Linked DNA regions of Mus musculus: all the other regions are linked to region 1. Evidence: chromatin contacts called from public Hi-C, HiCAR-type, HiChIP or PLAC-seq and promoter capture Hi-C data. All regions are on one chromosome and are shown on one strand. Each heading gives the region's core, a stretch centred on a gene start, on an enhancer-like site or on the middle of the called end of the contact. The rest is flanking DNA. Distances are from core to core; before and after follow the strand shown. Region 1 holds the start of AU041133 (expressed sequence AU041133). Region 2 holds the start of Nfic (nuclear factor I/C). Region 3 holds the start of Ncln (nicalin). Region 4 holds the start of Hcfc2 (host cell factor C2). Region 5 holds the start of Tle5 (TLE family member 5, transcriptional modulator). Region 6 holds the start of Tle6 (transducin-like enhancer of split 6).

Region 1 (2,576 bases), core at 28-2,527:
TATGAGTATTTTCCATCAAGTACTATTAATCTTGTTTTTGGATTAAGAAATTCAAATATTTTTAATTTCCCTATCCCGGTAAAACCTTAGTTTCCTCAAAGATCCACTTGTCTCTGGAGCAGCACGTCTTTTCTCTTACTTCTCCATATCCGTTGCAGCAATTCTTTCTAGACTATCCAAATGAATAAGACTGAGGTGAGACTCAAGCCAAAGGGGAAATGATACAGCCACCACCTCTTTAGAATAAAAACCAACAAAGCCTCTGCTTAGGGCAGGAACATAGCTTCTAGATGAAGAGTAACGTTTTCTTTTTCCAGACACTAAAATGGCAATGCTGGTCTCTTCCTTGGCCACCCTGAACTTACTTCTAATATGCCCACATAGAAAACAACTTTAAGAATGATTTAACACCCGTCTCCTGCCATCCAAGACTTTCTTAGAGGTGCTAGTTTTATGTTCTTGCCAAAGGTCAACTTGGCAAGGTCTGTTTTGGTGCTTCAGGAGGTCTTGAAGGAGTCAAGGGAACCTGGCTCTTTGGCCTGAGGGGCCGTGGTTATAAGCTCCAAGGCCACCTGTGCTCAATCTGAGGCATCCTGTATTTTTCTTGTCAGCATTGCTGAATTGGTTTCTGCTGACTGATTCTCCCTCTGCAAACAGTGTATCATACATGCACTTCTTAATAAACTTGTTTGGCATGAGCCATCATCATCTTATACTGATACCTCCCTGGACCAGAATTGGTGGTGTATTGTGCCATAGACCAGGCTGTTTTAAACTACTGATGCCCTGCCTCTACATCACAAGGTTGCATGATAAGGCAGTGCCACCGCAGAAGGCTGGGGCACTGTTATGTTTGTTCAACGACGTGCAGTTGAGAGAGGTGTTTGCAATCCATGGTGTGCCTTGTTGAAATTGCTGATACCTGGTAAATATCCATCCGGTAGTTTAAATCTGACCTGAATGGAAATGGGCTTTCTTTCAGTTGTGAGGCAGGGGGATCAATCCACTACACCTTGTTTAATGATCTGCATATGCTAGAGACCTATATGAAGGAGAAGTTCCCACTAGGTGCAGGGACGACTTTGCAGTCCAGGTGTAAGGCCAATCTGTTCTGTGCCTGGGGTGGAGGATAGGGCTGAGAATGACTGTGCTGCGTCCCTTCACAGCCTCAGTCGCTAAGGGATCTGCTCCTGTCACTCAGGCCTCACCAGCTAATCAGGGCCTCGAGGCGGAACACCAATCGGAATGGAGGCGGGCACTTCCGGTGTGTGGCAGAGGAAGACTCCTCCATCCATGTTGGGCGCAGTGACCCTGCTTCCCGCAGCTGTGAGGAGAGTGGGGCGAGGTCCGAATCCGCGCCATGGTGAGCGGGGCCGCCGTCCCCACGCGGGGAGGAGCAGATCCGCGGGAGCCCGTGTGGGGTTGACTCGGGGTGCGGGAACTGGCGGCGAGACGCGGCGTCGGTGTCATTCCGTTTGTTCCCGAGTTGTGGTCCCGCAGGTGGAAGCGGGACCTCTCATTGACTTAGGTCTCCTGGCTGCGCCTGCGCACCGCATGGGAAGCGGGAGCTGGGCTTATAAACCATTCTGGGCTGGCTGCAGAGCTCGCGCATGCGCGCTGTCATTGTCAAGGGAGGCAGTGGCTGGCTGGCAGACCTCTAGTTTCCCTAGTCTTCCAGAAGTTCTGAACCTGGCACTTGACATTCGGGTGTAGCATCCATCTCAGTTAACTCTGCGCAGTGTAAAGTCTGTGTCATTAACACATTCGCATGTAGATGCCACGGTGGACCAATCACGTGTGTTAGTAAGGCCAGACTCACTGTGTTTCCCTGCATAAGTTGTCAAAATCGACCGAATATTAATTGTGTTTTTGCCCTAAGTGTGCTTGTTCTCTCATGTTCTGTTTGTCTCAAACAGCACAGTCTTTATTGCAGGTGTAGGGTAATTTAGAAGTCAGACGGTGTCACTGTGCTGTTTATTCAGTCTTGTGTGCTCATGTTTTCATTCATGATGACCTTTTGTCATCGGCTTTTTTATAAGTGGTTTTAAGTGCTGAGCCATCTCGCCAGTCTTAAACTTGACAGATTTTCAGAAATTTACATGTGTGTATGCCTATGCACAAGATGAAATCTGAGGGTTAAGAGAATTTAGGTTTGCTTTAGAATCTGTCTTTGGGTGTTAGGAGAAGACTCAGTAGGTATACTGGTCAAATTTGGTGAGCTTGGAACAAGCAATGGATAGGTATTCTTCTGATTAATGATTGATGCAATAGTTCCCATCCCACTGTGTTTGGTGCTGCCGTGGGCAGGTGGTCTTGGGATGCATAAGAAAGCAGTCCTAGGAAGCCATTAGATCGGAGCAGTGCCTTAGTCAAAGTTCTGTTTCTGTGAAGGGATGCCATGACCACAGCATCTCTTATTGACGGAAACCATTTAATTAGGGCTTGCTTATAGTTTTAGAGGTTTGGTCATGGTGGGGAGTATGGTGGGACATTGTCAGACATGGTGCTGGAGAAGTAGCTGAGAGTTCTAAATCCAGATCAGCAGGAAGGAGGAGAGACTGTGAGCCTAGCCCAAG
Region 2 (2,576 bases), core at 21-2,520, 700 kb before region 1:
AGTTCTCCTCAGGACATCAGACAACTGCAATTCCCAGAACCAACACAGTCTGGAGACCACTATGTCTCACTCTCTTTCAGGGGAAACTGAGGCAGACACAGCAAAAAAAAAAAAAAAAAAATCACAAGAGGCTGTGGAGTTGGAAAAGACAGGCTTATGATTCCAGGGGGCAGACACAGCTGGGGGGCTCCTTGAAGGGGGGTCCCCTGGAGGGATGGATGCACCCCTCCCCACTCTCCCTCAGATGCTGGAACCCAGCCAGAGGGGCACAGCAGGGCAGGTGCTGGATTGGCCACCTAGTACGCAGTGTCCGCCAGTCCCCTGCCGCCGCCGCGGCCTCCTCCTCCTCCTCCTCCTCCTCCTCCTCCTCCTCCTCCTCCTCCTCCTCCTCCTCCTCCTCCAGCCCTGGCCTCTGCTCCTCCCGCCAGCCGCCTGGCAGCGCCTGCTCGGCTCAATAATTCAAGAATCAATGCGGAGCTGGGGGGGAGCTGAGCCAGGGAAGGGGGGGGACCCGCGATGGACACCCGCAAGACTGCCCCTCCCCCCGCGCGCCAACTTCGCGCGCCCCTCCCCCTTCGCGCGCACACGTGGGCCTGAAATGGAGGGGGACACTGCCAGCTGGAGGGGGGGGCGGCCACCTGGGAAACCAAGAACTCGCGAACAAATAGTCTAGGGGTCCCTTTACCGCACAGCTAGGGAGACCTACAGTGCAGCAGGGAACCCCAAGATCAGTCCTACGGGCGGGTGGGGAGCGTTCTACGTGCGGGTGGGGTGCTTCCTGCGGACACCTACTCTCTTCTCCATCTGGAGGGGACCCAGACTTCCTGGGTGCAAAGGGTGAGGGCTGTGGGGAGGACGCCAGCCCCCCCCCCCATCCAGCCAAGACGAGAGAGAGTTCCAAAAACAGCCGATTTAGATCAAAGTGGGGGCCCAGAAAATGGGGTTCCAAGTGTGCAATCAAGCTTAACGAGGATGGAATCCCCAATCTCAAGAGTTGCCCGCACCCCAGGTCCATGCCAGGAACACCCTGGCCTGGAAGAGGGTGGGTAGAGAGGACGCGCGCGCTTTTTTTTTCCCACCCCCGCTGCGGAGGGGAGGTTCCAGACTGCAAGAATGCGGTTCCAGGTGGAGCCGGGGTGCGGGCCGGGGCCAGGCCGGGAGCGGGGTGCGTACCTGGGTCAGGCAGAGCGGGGAGGAATACATCCCGGGGCGCTGGCACCGGAGGCGCAGAGGCCGAGCGGCCGCCGAACTTACTGAGTCATTTTTGCAGCCGCCCTCCCGCTCCTCCCTCCGCCGTCCTCCCCGCCCCGCGCCGCCTCTCGCCCGCCCCCGCTCCCTCCCTGCCGCCCGCATCCAACTTTCAAAGAAATCGCCGACAGCAAACAAGCAAGCAAACAAACAAACAAACTATGTCTCTACACGCGGACCCCCTAGTCCCCTCCCTCTAGAGCTATCCATTTGTAGAGGAGGACACAGCGATCAGGTCCACGAGATGGGGCTGAGCCCTTAGCTGCCCCCCACATCCCACCTGAGTCCCTGCAGCAGCCTGCCTCTGCCCCCAACTGTACCCCAAACTCCATCTGTCCCCTCACCTGTGCCCTCAAAGTGGCCACTGCCAGTAGGGTAGAGGGGGACCAGTGTGGGAGGCTTTCCCTTAAAAAGCCAATAAGTGGTCTAGCAGCAGGTATGGGGTCCCTGGGAAGGGTGCGGTGCAGGACTCAAGGCCAGGCCAGGCTCTGACACTACTGTGTGATAAAGAGCAGAGTGGGGTGATCCAGGCCAACCAGGTCCCCAAGTTTAGATCAGTGTCCAGGCTGCCCATTTCATATTTGGGGAATCTGAGGCACAGGGAAATCTCACTCCAACTAACTTCATTTTTCTTCTCTTTTCTTCCCTTCCTTCCTTTCTTTTAATTATTACTATTTTTGAGCCAGAGTCTCATGTTGCCCAGGTTGGCCTTGAACTCACTATGTAGCTAAAGATGACCTTGAACTCTGGATCCTCCTACTTCAGCCTCCTGGGAAGACAGGTATGCTGGGCCTTGCCCAGCTGGAGATCACCTTTCTGAAGGCAGCGTCTGAAGAAGCCTGCACACCCCCACCCCGGCCACCAGTGTCCACTCACAAGTCTAGGCCTTTTTCAATTATTTCTCTCCCAGGGACCCAAGGACATGGGATGTGAGGGCTGGGGGGAGAGTGTGCTACAGAGCAGTAAGATGCTTTAATCCGTTATCACTGTAATTCCAGTGAAGCCAAGGCCCAGAGAAGGAAACCACTGGTTGGGGTGTCGGGTCCCAGGTGCCTGCCTGGCACACCGGCCACCTGGTCCATACCCCAGGAGATGCCTGTGAGTGACACTATTAGGAGTACCCACGGATACTGACCAAACCACCTGTCAGATTGGATGCGCGCCCTTGGGATGTCCAGGACACCAGGGCCCACACCTGTCATCCCAGCAGGGATGAAGAGGCAGGAGTGTCAGAAGCCAAAGGCCAGCCTGGGCTACATGAGCCCATACTGATCACCTCCCTATATTAGGGACAGCACACAGCAGGTTCAATGCATGCATAGTGTGCA
Region 3 (2,576 bases), core at 45-2,544, 630 kb before region 1:
CAAGATTCTGTGCATGTGAGACCCAGACATGGAAATGCATGGTCTAGGAACTGCCCTCCAGATCGCGGAATGCTCTGGAACAACTGTGGGAGCTCAGAAGCTATGCTTCACAGCTTAGTGGTGTCCACGGTTCCCCCGCCATCAGTGACACCCCACAGTGGCAGTTTAGCAGGTGGCCCTTCCGAAGATACCAGGCCACAAGGATCTGCAAGCAAATGCTTACGACATTGGGACACCTGGCCACCTACTCCTTGGCCTAGGGTAAGGTCCCCCACCCCAGGGTGCTCTACATGCCAGGGCACTGTTCTGGGGCCACTGTTCTGGGTCCTGCAAGGTGCTGGGCAGCCACCTGGCCTCGACCCCTTAGAGCTCCCCGAGCTGGGGCAGCAACATGACCCCTGCCATGGCAACACAGTTTTAAAGAGAAATTAATGCAATTCTGGGTATAGGGGCCACATAGGCTTGGGTGCACACACCAGGCTGCCACACCCGCTCAAAAATGGGGGCCCGGCCTTGGCATTCAGGCAAAGACAGTATCAAGGCTGAGAGGCAAACCAAAGAGCAGGGTGCGGGAAGCTCTGAGAGGCCCCAAACCTAGGCATGGGGACAGAGATCCTGGGGAACCCTGGCGAGGAGTGGGGAGCAGAGCAAAGGGGTGAAAGTATGGTACTGTGGGAACCAAGGCCCCAGGAAACCCCAGGACACCAGGCCCGGGGGCTGACGCCGGCCTGAGAGTGGTCTGAGGCAACCGCTGACAGAGAGGGATCAGGGTGACATGGGATCGAGGAGAGATAGGAATCAGGGTGGCGATGATGGGATGGGGTGACAGGAGTCAGTGAAACAGCAGGGGAACTGAGGGAACAGAGCTGCCAGGAACAGTAAGTCAATGGGGAGACCGGGATAGCAGTCGGAGTTCCTCTGCCTGACAGTGGGAGGATCGCAGTGACTGGGGGACTAGTGTGGCAGTAAGGGGGACGGCGGCGTCAAGAGAAGAGGTCAGGGGTCGCGCACCGTATGGCTGGCCCTGCAGGTCGTACTGCTGCATGCGGTACACGGTGAACTCGTGCGCGGCGTCGGCGGCGGGCAGCGGCGGCGCCACGAGCAGCAACACGGCGGGCAAGAAGACGATAAAGCCGAGTGGCAGGCACGACGCCTTCAGCACGTTCTCGAGCACCTCGCCCGCTTCCTCCAACATCCCGGCGGGCGGCAGGCCGCAAAGGCGGCAGCGACGGAGGGCGACGGGAAGCGGCCGAGGCTCGGCGGACTCAGCTCGGCATGGGCGGCTGCTGAGGTCCTTCGGGGAGAGCCACGAACAGCCCGCGCCTGCCCTAGGGTCCTTCGGGCAGCACTGCGGACGGCCCTGTCTGCCGCGCCGCCTTCTGGGAAATGTAGTCTTTCTTGTGAGCGAGCCTCGTTTTAAACGGCTCCGCGCGCTGTGGAACCCTGGGAGTTGTAGGCACACTTAGACTCGCACTAGGGCCTCTCGGAAGCTGTGACAGTCCTTATGCGCGGAGCCCCCTGGAAGTTGTAGTCCCACTGTGCCGCTCCTAGAAGCTATGGTGGACAATCTACTGCTACTGAACTCATCCAAGCCGCAAAACACAGATGACTTACAAAGCTATTAAAAACCATTCCCAGTAAATCTTGTTTAAGCCCCATGTTTGGAGTCGTTAATGAAAGGACAATCCAAAACCTAAAGTGCAGGACGTGACCGTTCGACCCGGAAAGATGTAGGAAAGGAAAGAGAAAGTGCCCGCCTGGTGCCTTGTTTCTCTGGGAATTGTAGTCCTATCGGGCAAGCACAAAGGAATATGGGAACTAGAGTCGTTCTTTTAGTCTTTGAAAGGAGAGGGGATTAGAATGCGAGAAAATAAAATAAAATAAAATAAAAGAGAAAGAGAGAGAGGTGAGGCCTTTGTCTTGAAGGTGCTAGCTCTCTGATCACAAGACACTCTGACTACAGGTGTTCTACAGGATTTAAGTGAATGAGTGAAAAGCTGGTTAAAAAAATAATATTCGGGGCAGGTGGTAAGGTAGGAAGGCAAGAATTGGCGCGGACTTTAATGGCAGTGGGGAGATCAAGATAGCTAAAATGAGACTAGTGTGACGATGGGAGGTCTTTAGTATCCCTGTTCATACTTGGGACATATTTAACCTAACATTTTTGGTTTGCCCTATTGCAACTTCAATGGATTTGACTAGTCCCTGTGTCTTGGGGTAAGTTAAGATGTGAATTAAAATTATATGTCACTCACACCTCTAGAAATACAATAAATAAGAAATAAAAGACCAGACACTGCCACCCACCCACTGGCAGCCACAGGTGGGAATTTGATATGCAAACTGGCATGAACTGACTTTGAGTAAGATTCGCGACTGGTGAGTGCTGGCTTTCGAAGCCTGTGGAGAACTTGGGGATGGTGCCTTCTCTGAAGACCATTTGCCTTAGGTAAGAAAACAGATTCTAAGACTCAAACTTGTGGTCCTTTCCCCCGGGTGAGTGATAACTGCCAACTGTATACCGAGGCCACAGACAATCAGAACTGAAAGTGTAGAAAAGAAAACAGATGATGTGT
Region 4 (2,576 bases), core at 56-2,555, 570 kb after region 1:
ATTCTTTTTTAAGATTTTCTTTGATGAGTACAGGTGCGTTGCCAGCAGGTATGTCTATGAACTACAGACCCACCTGGTACCTGTGGTGGCCAGAAGAGGGTGTAGATCCCCCAGAACAGAGGGTTCCAGACCATTGTAAGCAGCTATGTAGGTGCTGGAAATCAAACCCAGTTTTGTTTTTGTTTTTGTTTTTGTTTTTGTTTTTTTGATACAGGGTCTCTCCATTTAGCCCTGGCTGTTTATTCACCATGTAGGCCAGGCTGGCCTCAAACTCTTACTCCTGAGTGCCATTCAACTCTTTCAAGGCACAAGGCTTGTGGCACTTTGATATAGCAGGCCTACAAAATAGACTCTTTCCAAATTAACACTGAGTTTGCAACTTTTAAGGGTTTCCCCCTTAGTCTTTTTGTCTAAGAATATTAACAACACTATAAAAAGAAGCCTCCGCATGAAAATAATGACCTGCTGTGATGGTCGATATTGCTGATTTGATACTATCTAAACTTACTTAGGAGACAAGCCCGTGGGCAGGCCTATGAGGTTATCTAGATCAGATTAATTAAGGTGGGAATAGATGTAAGGTTGAAATAAATTAAGGTAGAAATAAACTGGGATGCCATCCTGGACTAAATAATAAGGCAGCCCGGTTCCAGCATCCGTGGCTCTCTGCAGATGAAATTCCACCAGCCACTTCCAGCCAAGCCTCTTCATTATGATGGGCTTCTCAGTGAGGGGAAACAAACCCTTCTGTCCTTCAAAGGTTTTTGTCAGGGGATTTTTTCACAGCAACAAGACAACTAATACACCTAAATGAACCGAAAATCACCTTTGGGGTTATCTTTTGCTGTGTAGGCTTGTCACCTCCAAATCTGAGCCGTGCTCAGGCCCTGCACTTAGCCACCGTGTCCACTGTCCTTGTCCTGCAGTCTGGGAGACCCTCCTTTGAGATGACAGATTTGCCTTAGGCGCTCCCTGTGCTCTCATCACTTGGGACCTACACGGCAGGCAGCTCTTCTCCAGTGCCTGTGATAACAGTTTCCAGGGCGTGACGCTCCTACACAGAAGATGCTCCAAGTGGACCTAAAGGACAAAGCTGTAACCTCCTCCCCGAACACCCCACTGAAAGCCACAGAGAGGAGGGTTGGCAGGGTTGGCGGGAGGGGCTCCATCTTGGCGGAGCCCCGAGGGCCACGTCGCCACGGGCTGGGGGGGCGGGGCCCGCGGGTCACGTGCCGGGCCTCCCGCGCACAGCTGGAGGCGGCGCTCGTCCTCCCCACGAGCCGTGGAGCCCGTGGCGCGCGGGGCATTGTGGGCCGAGGGGCGGGGGTTGGGAAGATGGCGGCTCCCAGCCTCCTCAACTGGAGGCGGGTTTCCTCCTTTACCGGACCGGTGCCTCGCGCCCGGCACGGACACCGAGCCGTGGCCATCCGGGAGCTGATGATCATCTTCGGCGGGGGCAACGAGGGCATCGCGGACGAGCTGCACGTCTACAATACCGGTAGGCGGCGGCTCGGCGACCCCGCCTCGGGACCGCGGAGGGGGAGGGGAGGAGCGGCGGACGCGGGCCTGACAGCTGTCACCGCCGGGTCGCCGCTACCCCAGCCGGGCAGGCGGCGGGGGAAGATCGGCTGGGTCGGCAGCCCGAGCTCGCAACGTGTTGGAAGGCGGCTCGGTGCTCGCGGTTCCGCGGGCTGGACGTGACTCCACCGGTAGACATCGAGACACCCCGGCCCATCCCTCCCCGTGGACCCGAGACGGCGGGTTCCACGGCTGGGCCTCCACCCTAGGGCCGGTCACTTAAGGGGTGGAGATCCCGCCAGTGTCAAGAACAAAACCCACCCCAAGGCGGGCCTCGGTGGTCTTTGCCTTCCCCCAGCCCCCTTCTTAGAACCTAGAGAGTTGAGGGGCGGGGAGGTTCTCCTGGCTGCCTCTTCAGCGTAGGTACAGTTAGTACCGGGCGGAAGCCCGCAAGACAGTTCTCTAAACTCGCGGCGGAGAGAGTTGTGGGTGAACGCGGACTGGTCTCTGATTAGCCGATGTCTGTAGTGTATGTGCTCTGCCCTTCCGGGCTGGTCCTCGCCAAGGGGCTGTCATAGCTAAGGCACCGCTGCACAGCTCGAAGTGTCACTTGTTAAGGGGGCAGGTCTTGACCTCCGTGCTGGTTGAAAGTATATTTTCTCCACTTACAAGTAGTCTAGCAATCATAGGAAACTAGTTAAGGCTAGATACTGAATTTGGTGTCGTTTTAGTTCACAACCTACAACTTTGATGAAACAACTTGATCACAGTAGTCCTCTAAAAGCTAAAAACGGTAGGAGAAATTTTGTTAGTTTTGACTCTCCTCAGTACTCCAACAGAAAAAGTTTTGAAGATGTTTGATTTGGTATAGTGTAAATACCCTGGGCTTAGAAGAAATTGGGTCTGTTTTGAATCTTGCTTTGGCAATTGTTCTAAATCAGCATTAAAGTTACCACGTCTTTCTAAATCACAGGTTTTCCACTTCTTTAATGGGGGGTGACACCAGGATTTTTTTTTAAGAGTACAATGATGCAGAACAGGTTTTCTTTTCCTTTTTC
Region 5 (2,576 bases), core at 37-2,536, 570 kb before region 1:
TCTGTCTGTCTCAGGTAAGGAAATGTTTGAGACAGGGTCTTGTTATACAGCTCAAGCTAGCCTGAAATTGTAGGAATCCTCCTGCCTCAGCTTGCTCTGAAGTGTTGGGGTAAATAGTATTGGCCCAAAGAACTATTTTATTTATTTTATTATTATTATTATTATTATTATTTTTTTTAGTTTTTCGAGACAGGGTTTCTCTGTATAGCCCTGGCTGTCCTGGAACTCACTTTGTAGACCAGGCTGGCCTCGAACTCAGAGATCCACCTGCCTCTGCCTCCCGAGTGCTGGGATTAAAGGCGTGTGCCACCACGCCCGGCTCCTATTTATTTTTTATTATTTTTTAAGACAGGGCTCATGGAGCCCTGGCTGCCCTGGAACTCACAAGGTGGGCTTGAATTTACAGAGATCTGCCTGCCTCTGCCTCCCAAGGGCTTAGATTAAAGGCTTGTGTTACCACACCAGCATATTTGTTTTAATCATTTGTTTTTGTTTTGTTTTGTTTTGTTTTTGGACAGGTCTCACCTCAGTAAGCTGGGTCACAGGTTGATGCTGAATTTTCGATAATCCTCCTGCCTCAGCTTCCCAAGTGTTGGGATCACACTAGGACCTGGGGAACTCTTACCTTTTATTTATGAGACAGGTCTCTCTTTGTAGCCCTGGTTGTCCCAGAAGTCTCTATGTAGACCAGGCTGGTCTCAAATCAGAGATCCACCTGCCTCTGCCCTGAGTGCTTGGATTAAAGGTGTCGGCCACCACCACCTCCTGTGGCCCGATTTAACTTTTTCATGTTTTGAGATAAGGGCTCCTATAGCCCAGGCTGTATTCACTGTGTAGATCAGGCTGGCTTCCACCTACCTCAACCTACCCAGCACTGGTAATAGGTCTTGTACCCCAGAACAAACCATGTCTTACTTTTTGTTGTTTTAAGACAGGCTCTCTGGTAACCCAGGCTGGCCGAGAACTCTTGATCCTCTTGCCTCTGCACCCCAGTCATTAGATTACAGGACTGGGCCCCCATCCTACCTCTGTGGGACAGGTGTCACTCTACTGCCCAGTGTGGCCCCCAGCCGTGCCAACCCTCCCGACTCCAAAGAGGACATAGCACACTGTAGGCACTCCATAAATCCACCGTGAAGCCTGGGTGTCCAGGCTGCGAGTCTGTGGCCTTGGGACTGGGGGCGGGGGGCACTGAGGCAGGCCTCCAGCTGGGGTTCCGGGCCGTGGCGGGGGCGGGGCGCGCGGGGCCAAGGTCACGGGTGGGGCGTCCGGGCCTGCGCAGTGCCGGGCGCGGCAGGTGGAGCGGGAGCCCGGGCGGCACCGCGTCGCCATTACACAATAGCGCGGGCGGCGCGGGCGGGCGGCGGGCGGCGCAGGAGGCGGGACGCGGGGCCCCGGAGCTGTCGATCGGGGACAAAGCGCGGCCGCCCGGCGCCCCCCGAGCCGCCCGAGCCGGGGCGCAGCCCGCGCCCCCCGCGACTGACATGATGTTTCCGCAAAGCCGGCACTCGGTAAGGGGAACCCCGCGCACTGCACCCCAGAGCTCTCCCTGCACCCCCAGCTCAGCTCACTGCACCTCCGGCGCTCACCCTGCACCCCAGCTCATCTCACTGCACCCCTTCTAGGTCGGATCCCGTCTCTCTCCCCGCCCAGGGCCTGTCCCAGGGGCTCCCTACGCTTCCCCAGCTCCCACAGGCCTGTTCTGTCCCCCCAGCCCTGGGCTCTTCCCCAAGGTCCTTGCACCCCACAACCCAGACCCTACGCACCCCACCAGTCCAGCACTGCATCCTTCAGCCCGGATCCCTGAACTTTGATCCCTGCCCTGAGTCCCCTCACCGCCTCCCCCACACCTCGCCCAACCCGACTCCAAGGTCTTCTTCCACCCCCACCCCCCACCCCCGGGCTCCGGATCAGCCCGCACCCCACTGCAGCCGCATTCGGCCTGTCTTCCTGACCTGGGGCTCAGGCCCAGAGCTGCAGCACCCCAGTCACAAGCCCATCATCCCCTCACCCCAGACGCGCATGTCCTCCAGCCCTAGATCTTGCATCCCCACCTCGGTGCACCCCCCCCCCCCCAGGCCCAGCTCTCTAAGAGCTTCAGACTGGCCTGCCACCAAGTCCAAGGCCCTGCACCCACCATCACCTCGGCCCTGCACTTCTTTCCACCTCAGATCTGCCCTGGCCCCAAGTCTGGTGCCCTCTACCCCCCAATACAGTTCCCGCACCCCCTGTCTCTCTCTCCAGCCCTGTCGGGCCTGGCGTCACCATCCGGGCCCAGCGCCACCCCCAGCCTGGCTCCGCGTCCCTCCTCCAGCTGCAGGCCCCGCACCCCAGCGGCCTTCCTCCTCCCAGCCCCCATCCTGCACCCTCAGCACTAGGGTTGGGGAGACCCTGTGCCCGTATAATGTCCAGTGCTCCCTTGTCCGGAGCCGGATACCCCGCAGTCTTCCCACCCCCCGCCCCCCCAGCACTAGGCTCCGTCCCTCTCATGTCCAAGCCCATCTGTCGTCTCCCACACCAGCTCCCAGTGGCCTTGCTCCCCACACCCTGCCCCTAGCCTTGCTCCCCAGATCCGA
Region 6 (2,576 bases), core at 35-2,534, 530 kb before region 1:
GAACTAAAAGATCCACCTGCCTCAGCCTCCCAAGTGTGGATTAAAGCTGGGCAACGATCTTTAATCCCAATATAGTGTTAACACATGGAACTAAAGAGCCACTTGCTAGGAGAGGCTCAGCCCTGACCACACCAGGTGAACACCTAGTGTTAATAATCACCACTTGATTGACATTGGGAAAATGTGGGCCCGGTCTGGTCTATGGGGGTTTTCACCTGCGCTGTCAGGGGTCACAGGTGCAGGCACTGAGGGGCTCAGGCTGGGGTGCAGGCCTTTCATCTTAGCTAGGTAGGCAGGATTGCATGAGCTCCCGGTGCGGGGTGGGGGTGGGGGGGGCAGAGAGAACTAGTCTCCAAAACCCCAAACACAGTAGGAAGAGAGGAAGCTAACTGTGCCCCTCACCACCATTTCTCTCTCACCAAAATTCCACCAAAGGTGTCACTGCTCTGTCTGTGGGAAGTCATCTAGAAGATTCTTGAGGTCACAAATCTGATTAAGTCCTATAAGAACAGGTATAGGTTTTTAGAAGGCAGAAAAGCCGACTCCCACCCCCATCCCCGTAGCCTCTTCATCATCTGGACCCAGCTGGGGAGGAAGCCCCTTCCCCATCCCCATGTCTTCTGCGCTCCCTTTCCCCAAGACCCGGCTTTACTACTACTACTAAGGTTTCAGACACACACCCCCAGCTAAGGGCCTCATTAGTATCTCTTCAGATACCAAGAATAGAGAACCAGGCACCTCCAACTCCCTAGCGGGATCAGCCAGAAATGTGGCTAGTCGTGGACCGTTTGCCAGGCAGGCCGGGCACACGCCTTTAATCCCAGCATTTAGGAGGCAGAAGCAGGCAGATTTCTGAGTTCGAGGCCAGCCTGGTCTACAAAGTGAGTTCCAGGACAGCCAGGAACCAATAAGCCAAAAAACCAAAACAAACCAAAACAAAAAAAGTTTTCCAGGCGTACTAGTTAAGCCTGCATGTGGTGCAAATATATACGCTCAGGCACACACTTAAAACATTTTTCAAAAAAGAATAAAGGAGACAAGAGAAACGACACTTGGTTCACTCCCAAATCACTCAACCTAGGTAAACTCCCCGCTGAAGTCGGTTTTGTGAGGGTCCACACCCCTCCCTCGGGCTCCCTCTTCTCCCGACCCGCCCGCAGGAAGCGGGCTGCCCTCACGCACCACCTCTGAGGTTAGGGAGGCCCCAGGGATCCCAGAGGAAGCCTCTGAGGTCAGCCAGGGTCAGGCCAGGAGGAAGCCCCTCCTGCTGGGCCCCGGGCCATTTGACCCCTCTCACCCCGCCCCTCCAGCCTAGGCCACGCCCTACTAGGCCACACCCACACACCACGCCCCCTGCACCCACCGAGGGAAGCGTGTATCAGGGCCCAGGCCACGGTGCACGTGGGCCCCGGACTCAGCGAACCGCCCCTGCAGGCCCTGACCAATCAGAAGGCGGCGAGCCCACGTGGGCTGCGAGCCAGAATGCTCATTGCTCAGTTTGTGGCCGTGCTGTCAATCACGGAGTTCCTGCTTCGGCTTAACCCTCGCGTTCCAGGTGTGGCGATTCGGGAGCTGGGAGAATTTCAGAGTGTTTGGTGAAAAGTCTGATTATTTGGGGCATTCGAGACGGATCAGCAGGTGAAGGTGATTGCGGCCTAGACGTTTGATCCGAACTCGATCCCTGGGATCCACAGGGTGGACCACGAACTCACAACTCACTCTTGCACGTACACACACACACACACCCCACACACACTTTTCTTTTAAATCTTACTGAAACAGGAGAATCAGGATTCATCCTGGCTGGCCCGCATGTGCCCTGGGCCCTACCCCCAGCACCACTTGAAGACACCTTCATTATCCCAGCACTGGGGAGGTAAAAGTAGGAGGGTTAGGAGTTCGAGGTCGTCCTGAGTTAGATAGCAAATTCCAGGTTAGCTTGGAGTACAGGAGACTGTCTCAAATGAGAGAGAAAGGAAAGACATCGGGCACAAAGCCACACAAGCCCAGACCCCCATATTCAAGGACAGGAAGTGAAGCAGAACCCTGAGCTCCCTGCAAGGCTCAGCCCCCATCCCTGGCCCTGGATGGAGGATCCTGGAGTAAGCTGAGGATGGCCTGGGTTAGAGTGGACTCTCTGGACCTCCCTAGCCTCACTCCTACGTCCACTCCAGCCACAGATGGGGGATGTGAAATTAAACCACAGTCACCACTTTGGACTCGGAGGCAGGGGCAGTGACGGTGAGTTTGGGGCCAGCCTGGTTTCCATAGTACAAGCAGGTGTAAAACAGAAAGGGCTGTGAGAGGGCTTAGTGGGTAAAGCCCATTGCTGCTCAGCTTGAGTTTGATCCCTGCGACCCACACAGTAGAAGGTGAGAATGTGTTCTAATTCCCAAGAAGTGTCCTCTTGCACCCACATACCACACATGAACAAGTGATTGCAACTCAATTAGGCCTCTGTCACAGCAACTTTTCCTTCATTGAAAAGTATTTAAGGGACTGGAGAGATGGCTCAGCAGTTAAGAGCACTGGCTGATCTTCTAGAGGATCCAGGCTCAATTCCCAGCAACCACACG

What was found. Promoter capture Hi-C pulls out the DNA fragments that hold promoters and counts their contacts. Hi-C and Micro-C count contacts between places; a contact is called where the count stands out from the background. HiCAR-type assays count read pairs that join an accessible place to other places. HiChIP or PLAC-seq counts read pairs in DNA pulled down with a chosen protein or histone mark. Capture Hi-C pulls out chosen DNA fragments and counts their contacts.
Region 2: a contact with region 1 is called in a FOXA1 HiChIP or PLAC-seq map of pancreatic cancer cells. The contact joins the promoter of Nfic here to the promoter of AU041133 in region 1. A contact is called at or near these places in 2 of 115 datasets of contacts at active chromatin or transcription factors (pancreatic cancer cells and pro-B cells).
Region 3: a HiCAR-type map of astrocytes shows a contact between it and region 1, with 2.8 times the contacts expected there. The contact joins the promoter of Ncln here to the promoter of AU041133 in region 1. A contact is called at or near these places in 2 of 115 datasets of contacts at active chromatin or transcription factors (astrocytes and large pre-B cells) and 1 of 9 other capture datasets (adipose tissue).
Region 4: a promoter capture Hi-C map of pancreatic islet shows a contact between it and region 1. The contact joins the promoter of Hcfc2 here to the promoter of AU041133 in region 1. A contact is called at or near these places in 1 of 39 promoter capture datasets (stem cell-derived epiblast-like cells) and 1 of 9 other capture datasets (pancreatic islet).
Region 5: a Hi-C map of B cells shows a contact between it and region 1, with 10 read pairs. The contact joins the promoter of Tle5 here to the promoter of AU041133 in region 1. A contact is called at or near these places in 1 of 15 datasets of contacts at CTCF or cohesin (the NIH/3T3 cell line), 1 of 484 Hi-C or Micro-C datasets (B cells) and 4 of 115 datasets of contacts at active chromatin or transcription factors (embryonic stem cells and large pre-B cells).
Region 6: a contact with region 1 is called in a promoter capture Hi-C map of neural stem cells. The contact joins the promoter of Tle6 here to the promoter of AU041133 in region 1. A contact is called at or near these places in 3 of 39 promoter capture datasets (the C10 cell line, the SN4741 cell line and neural stem cells), 1 of 15 datasets of contacts at CTCF or cohesin (the NIH/3T3 cell line), 1 of 484 Hi-C or Micro-C datasets (nephron progenitors), 5 of 115 datasets of contacts at active chromatin or transcription factors (the NIH/3T3 cell line, acute myeloid leukemia, astrocytes and 2 more) and 1 of 9 other capture datasets (liver).

The regions. Positions count from the first base shown.
Region 1 is chr10:82,126,736-82,129,311 of GRCm38.p6, forward strand. AU041133 (expressed sequence AU041133) reads left to right here and starts at 1,278. Exons shown (of 4, transcript NM_001163064.1): 1 at 1,278-1,363. The coding sequence starts at 1,361.
Region 2 is chr10:81,425,903-81,428,478 of GRCm38.p6, forward strand. Nfic (nuclear factor I/C) reads right to left here and starts at 1,271. Exons shown (of 10, transcript NM_008688.3): 1 at 1,174-1,271. The coding sequence starts at 1,203.
Region 3 is chr10:81,495,069-81,497,644 of GRCm38.p6, forward strand. It overlaps Ncln (nicalin), which reads right to left and starts at 1,295. Exons shown (of 14, transcript NM_134009.3): 1 at 1,012-1,295. The coding sequence starts at 1,195.
Region 4 is chr10:82,697,809-82,700,384 of GRCm38.p6, forward strand. Hcfc2 (host cell factor C2) reads left to right here and starts at 1,306. Exons shown (of 14, transcript NM_001368720.1): 1 at 1,306-1,498. The coding sequence starts at 1,336.
Region 5 is chr10:81,558,158-81,560,733 of GRCm38.p6, forward strand. Tle5 (TLE family member 5, transcriptional modulator) reads left to right here and starts at 1,287. Exons shown (of 7, transcript NM_010347.4): 1 at 1,287-1,511. The coding sequence starts at 1,485.
Region 6 is chr10:81,599,616-81,602,191 of GRCm38.p6, forward strand. Tle6 (transducin-like enhancer of split 6) reads right to left here and starts at 1,285. Exons shown (of 14, transcript NM_053254.2): 1 at 1,183-1,285; 2 at 420-500. The coding sequence starts at 464.